Linked DNA regions of Mus musculus: region 1 is linked to region 2. The links are chromatin contacts, called in public HiCAR-type maps. All regions are on one chromosome and are shown on one strand. Each heading gives the region's core, a stretch centred on a gene start, on an enhancer-like site or on the middle of the called end of the contact. The rest is flanking DNA. Distances are from core to core; before and after follow the strand shown. Region 1 holds the start of Atp2b1 (ATPase, Ca++ transporting, plasma membrane 1). Region 2 holds the start of Eea1 (early endosome antigen 1).

Region 1 (2,830 bases), core at 170-2,669, 3.0 Mb after region 2:
ATTATGAATTAAAGACCCACTAGCTCGCCACAGGTAGGAAAAAAAAAAAAAAAAAAAAAAAAAAAAGCAGCAGCCGCAGCAGCAAACCCAAAAGAGAAACACGAGGACTTCAAGCGGACCTTGCGAGGCCTGCTTGCACCGGCTAGAGGACACGGTTTGGGCGCTGCAGCGGGGATCCCCGGTGTCGGTGGCCGGGCCAGCGCGCCTACAGGGCGAGTGGGCTCTCTTCCCAAAAGGGAAGGCACTTTGGCTGTCGGGCGAGTGCGTCACCGTCCGGGACAGGAGACAGGTCCGCTAGGGAGTGGGCGCCGAGCCGCTCTCCCGTCCCGTGACCCGGCATCGCCTCCACCCGGGGGCGACTCGAGCGGGACCCCAAGTGAAGGGCGTCCCACTGCGGCGGCACTCGTCGCTCTCCGGCTTCCTCACGTTGCAGGAGCCGCCGGGCCGCGCGCCCAGGCACCGGCGGTGACGGACGGAGTCACCGCCCCCTCCTCCCCCGCCGCCCCCTCCCGCGGCCCTCCCCGGCCCCGACACGTCATGGAAACACAGACGTCAGAGCCCCGACGGCCAATCGGAAGCCGCCGCAGGAGGGGAAGGGAGGGGGCGACAGCGCAGGAGGGGGCGGGGGCAGCCGGGAGCCCGGCGCGCAGGGAAGGAAGAGAGGGAGGGGCGCGCGGAGGCGCGAGTCGCCCGCCCCGCACTACAGGCCACCCTTTCCACACCGCGCGCTGCAAGTTCTGATCCCCGCCGCCTCACCCCACCCCGGGCGCGCGCTCGCCAGGCGGGGCCGCGCTCGCCGGATCCTCCCCTTAAACGCCCTCTCCGGGAAGCGCCAGTCCCGGTCCGAGCGGCGCTACCTCCGCTCGTGCGCGCGCGCGCGCCCGCCCGCCCGCCCTCAGGCTCCCCGCGGGCCGCGTCACGTGACCGCGCCCAGCCAAGGCGGCAGCGGCGGCCGCGCGAGCATCCGCAGCGGTGGCAGAGGCAGCGGGAGCAGCTGCGCTGCCAGCGTGGAGCGGGAGGCGTGGAGGTGTGGAGAAGAAGGGAGCGTCGGACCGGAACGGGTGAGCGCCCTCCTCCCCCCTTGCCTGCTCGGGCGGTCTCGCGGGTCACCCGGTGCACACCGGGCCCCTGCCCCGGAGCTGGCCGTTGCCCCTTGAGCTCCGCGTCTGCGGACCGGTGTCCCCGGACCCCGCCCCGGGTTGCACCCCGCCCGTTGCTGCTGCTGTTGCTGCTGCTGCGGACGCCGGCGCGGGGCCGGTTGAGCTGCTGTGCCGAGCGCGGCGCGCCCTGAGCGCGGCTTTGCGGAGCGGAGGAGGCGGGTCCTGCGGGGACGCGAGCGGCCACTCGGCGGCCGCCGGGCTCTGGGCGGGGGCCGGCCGGGCGCCGCCTCCTCCTCCTCCGCCGCCGCCTCCTCGCGGTGCAGCGTGAGTAGGGAGCCCCGGCTGGTGGACGCCGAGTCTCTGGGCTCCGCCGCCGCCGCCTCCTTCCCGAGGTGCAGCCGCACCTCCGCGTGGCGCCCCGAACCCAGCGAGCCGGCTGCGGGCACGTCCCGCGACCCCTCGCCGCCATCCCCCGGACCCACCCGCCTAGCTTTCCTTGATTCTTCCCCTCGGAAAAAATGGTTCCCGCTGCGGGCGAGGTGAGTGGCGGCCGGTGGCTGCCCGCGGCGGGGGCGGCCACCTGCGGGGGAGGCCGGGTGGGGCGCGCAGGGCGCGGCGGGGGTCCTGACAGCTGGGCGCGGGGTGGAGCGCGGCGGGTCCCCGCGAAGTTGGCGGCGCCGCCGGGGTTCGCTCCTGCTAGGAGACCGTAAAGGTGAGGAGGCTTCCTCTCCGCGCGCCTCGGCGCCGGGTCCAGCTCGGAGTCGCCGTCCCGGTGGCTTCTCGTCTACACCCGAGGGCTCTCGGACTTCGCGGGGCTGCCCCTGCTGCCGCCACAGCCCATCTGAACACCGGTCGCCCCTACCCCGGCATGTGGTGACCTTGAGGGCAGCGGTGCCCCGGCACTCCCTCTTCCTGCGACCCGGGAGGGTCACCCATTTAATCCCTGGCTTGGGCCCCCGGGAGGTACTGCCCGTGCAAGGTGAAGGTTTGTCGTCGGCCCCCCGGAGAGGATGGTGTGATAGATGCCTGTCAGACAGGACGGTGACTCCCGGGGAGTTGAAGAGCCGCCTGGACGCTCTCTTCAGGTCTTGAGTCTGGCCCCCCAGGATGTTCACGGGTGCTTCCGATTCATGTTTATGTACTTAGTTTAAAAGGGGGAAAATCTGCTCTGTCCTCGGAAAGGGTCAGTAAGAAAGGAGGGTGGCATTCCTATTGCGGGGGTGGGGGGGGCGGAGGTGGCGGGGGCTTCTTCTCTATTTCATCTTGCAGGAGAATTTTGTGTCTTAGCTAGTTAGCGACCCCTGGGTCTGCGCCTCGGTCTTTGCCCAGGTTGGTCTCTGCACATTTCAGTCACCAGTTTACTGCGGGACTCTAGCATTGGGAATGCTTTTGCTGTTGCGGTGATCGGACCCGCAAGGGGAAGCTGGGGCTGGTCTGCGTGGGTAAAAGGGTCTGCAGGACCTTGGTAAGGACGCGAACCTCCTCGGTAGGCTGTTTTTTTTACCCTTCCTAGGGGTTAGAGCGCTGCAGACAGCCACCTTTGGCTGCTATGCATGCTACTTTTCTGGGTTTATTAATAATCTAATGACTCCTGTCGGTATCGATTGCTGTTCCTGATAAATTAGTTATATGGATTTTTTTTTTCATACGAGTGGAGGTATATGCATGTCTGGACTGTCTGCCTTTCAACATGGAAGGCTTTGTTGTGCTTCACCTCCCCCACCTGAGGA
Region 2 (3,077 bases), core at 55-2,554:
AATGAGAGTTCATCAGATTCAAGGGGTTTTCTGGGTAGAAGAATTTTGACCCATGATTTTAAATTTCTCAAGAACAATGAACAGCACAAGCAATCTACACAATACAAAAATAGGACAAAGTTCTCAAATCTGGTAGCCCCCCCACCCCCACAATCCTGACCTAACAGCGTCCTGGAGGCCCCACCGACTCAGAAACTGACACTGCATTTAGCTTTTCCACAAGTCCCTAGGATTATTAGCTACAGATAGAGAAACCTTACCTGAGGTATTCAATGCTTTCCCCCACCCCACAATCTAGGCATCCCCAGTTCCCAGCCTTTCTGATTGCTCTCTCAGCTCCCAGGTCACTAGGTACTGTCAGTATCCCAAGTTTCACCTTGTGCAGTTTAGTCATCTAGAACCTGGCAGAGGCCTCCCAAGCACTGGAATTGCCTGGGAGAGAAACACTTATAACAGAGCAACCCCGAATGCACATTACAGAGAGTTTCTAGAGACAAAGAACACAGAAAACTCACATCCTAGCTGGCAGTTGAAGGAGGAAGCAAGCAAGTGGTTAAACAGAAGCCAAGGACACGAAGTTAGCTGGGGTATTTCTACCCCTTGCTTTTAGAACATAGTTAGGTGCTTTCCCACGGAAGGGCTAGTAAAAGTGTGTGTGTTTCAGCTTAAAACAAGGATGGCTCCAGCTGAAATAAGATGAAGAAACCTTTGCCCTGTCACAAAAGGATAAACCCAAACTTCTCTAGTTAATCCCAAACCCAGCCTCCTCCCATGTTTTATTGTTGCTCTGATTGCAATCAGAAGCAGGAAGGAAGCGGGTAACCTGGGTATGGAAAAGCAGGGGGAAGCCCAACACAGTTAAGTAAGCCTTGGTTTCTCGGGTCCACAATGGCTTGGAGTTTAGAGGTCGAATCAGCCTTTCCAGCCAAGAGGAGGATCCGGCTCGGGGTTGCTGCACTAAGAGCGCTAGCAAACTTCCATCCTAGGCTGGGGCTCAGCTGAAGTTAGCTCTAAAACCTGTTCTTCCATCCCCGTGTGGGGGACACCTCCAGGCGGGACCCGTGAGGTCCCCACGCATCTTCTCCATCAGAACACCAGGCAACCCTCAACATTCCCGAGCAGGGTCCGGCACCCAAGGTCCAAGCTCTCGGCGGAAGAAGCCAAGGCACCAGCTTCCTGTGGCCTGTCTCTCACACTAGCCCCGCTTCCGATTGGTCGAAGCCTCGGGCCGGCCCTCCCTCCGGCCCCGCCCTCCCCGCGGATGGACAGGCCGAGGAGGCGGGGCTGCAGCGGCTCCGCCCCTCGGCCCCGGGCGGGCGGGCCCGCCCAGCTGTCAGTTACGGGGGCGGCCCGGCAGGCGGGCGCTCGCTGGCTCCCTCCTCGCTGGCTCGTGCTCGTGAGCCTCTCGCCGCCTGTGGGGAAGTCGGGGCCGCCAAAGCCGCGTCCACCGCCGCCTCTTCCCCGCCCTCCTCCCTCCCGGCTCGGCTGCCGGCCCCTCGCGCCCTCCAGTCGTGAGTAACCCGCATAAGGGCGCGGAGAGTCCCCGCGGCGGCGGCGGCGGTGACGGCGGCGGCGGCGGCCGGCCAAACCATGTTTCGAAGGATCTTGCAGAGGGTAAGAGTGAAACCGTCCTTCCGGCAGCACGTGAGCGCGAGCGTCCGAGCCCGGCCGCGGGGCAGCCCGGGCTGGAGGGCGGGGGCGCTCAGAGCTCCGCTAGGCCCGGTGACAGCGTGCGCCGAGGCCTGCTGGTCCTGCCGGAGCCGGGCTGCGGGTGGGGCGGGGCGCAGGCCGGAGCCCGGAGGGCCTCCAGCCTCGGCTCCCGCGCTCGGGGCTGTCACCACGGGCTGGAGGGTGTGGTGCCCGCGCGCGCCCCTCCCCGCTCCCCGCTCCCGGCTCCGCGCCCGTGGGTGCTCGGCTGCGGGCGGCTGCGGGGCCCTTCCCTGCCCCAGCGTGCCACCACCTTCCCACGACACGCACCTGCCTGTCTGCCTCCTTACTCATCTATCTGCACGGTACAGGAGGGTCATGGGAGACCCGGCCTAGTCCTGGGACTTGAAGACGCTGAACTGCCAAAGTCGGTGGAGAAGGAAGATATTACTCACTGTTGGAAAGTTTCTTTTAAGAATTACAAGTGCATTTTCCTCTCCAAGACCCAGAACCTCATTTTAGTTATCCAGGACTAAATGGCTCAAACGGCAGATACACTCCAGTTTAGTTTCCACCAGGGCTATCTCAATGTAAAATCTGGGAAATCTTGAGGGTAAAAAGGTAAGAGCGTTGGAAAGCCGTAGATGTTTTGTTTAGGTACCAGTTCCTAGAATAACATAATTAAAATCGCTTCTAATAAGAGTTGCCTACTCAAGTGTTTTGGATAGCTTCCATTCGCTCCCTTCTGCAGCTGGTTAATGTAAAGAGATGTTACCTAGAGAGTAGGAGAATTAGTTCAAAGGACAAGAACTTACTGAATGTGTAGCATTTAGTTAAGAAATGTGCCAAGGAGGGTTGAGTCAGCCAGTACACAGGAAGGGAAGATTCTGTTTAGACAGCTTCTGTGAAACATTGAAGTCATCTGGTCATACATCAGAGGAAACATAGTTAACGTCTGCTCTGGCCCTCTGTGGGGACATTGGATTTTTTTTTTTTTCCTTTTGCAATCGTTTTTGGTAGTTTTTTTGAAACTTTGATAGAGCTGAACCTTGGTAGCAAGCAAGGGCATACCCTTTACTCTCCCCATCAGCTGCTTTGTTCAACAGCAAAGGCTTCTGTGCATGATTGATGGCTTGATTTGCTTAAGAGAACTGATTACCTTAACCTCAGGTTACACACGCACACGTGAGTGCACCCCCTCCCCCCCCATACAGTTACCCAAGAGAAAAGGAGTTTGTGGTTTGCTTTTAAGTTTATCAACAATGTTTTCTGATTTGGGAGTTGCTTCTGGTGGCAACAGTTTGGCTTTCAAAAAACATGGGTTTTTCAGTTCTGAAGACCTGGGATTGTATGACGATCATTCTTCGTATTGTTGTTTGTTTATCTGATCTAGAAGTTTCTGTCAAAATGGAAACATGGTATTTACTGTG

Evidence for each region. HiCAR-type assays count read pairs that join an accessible place to other places.
Region 1: a contact with region 2 is called in a HiCAR-type map of astrocytes, with 8 times the contacts expected there. The contact joins the promoter of Atp2b1 here to the promoter of Eea1 in region 2. A contact is called at or near these places in 2 of 39 promoter capture datasets (hippocampal neurons and pre-B cells), 2 of 115 datasets of contacts at active chromatin or transcription factors (astrocytes and embryonic stem cells) and 1 of 9 other capture datasets (adipose tissue).

What each region holds. Positions count from the first base shown.
Region 1 is chr10:98,913,733-98,916,562 of GRCm38.p6, forward strand. It overlaps Atp2b1 (ATPase, Ca++ transporting, plasma membrane 1), which reads left to right and starts at 1,420. Exons shown (of 21, transcript NM_026482.2): 1 at 1,420-1,639.
Region 2 is chr10:95,939,359-95,942,435 of GRCm38.p6, forward strand. Eea1 (early endosome antigen 1) reads left to right here and starts at 1,305. Exons shown (of 29, transcript NM_001001932.3): 1 at 1,305-1,614. The coding sequence starts at 1,591.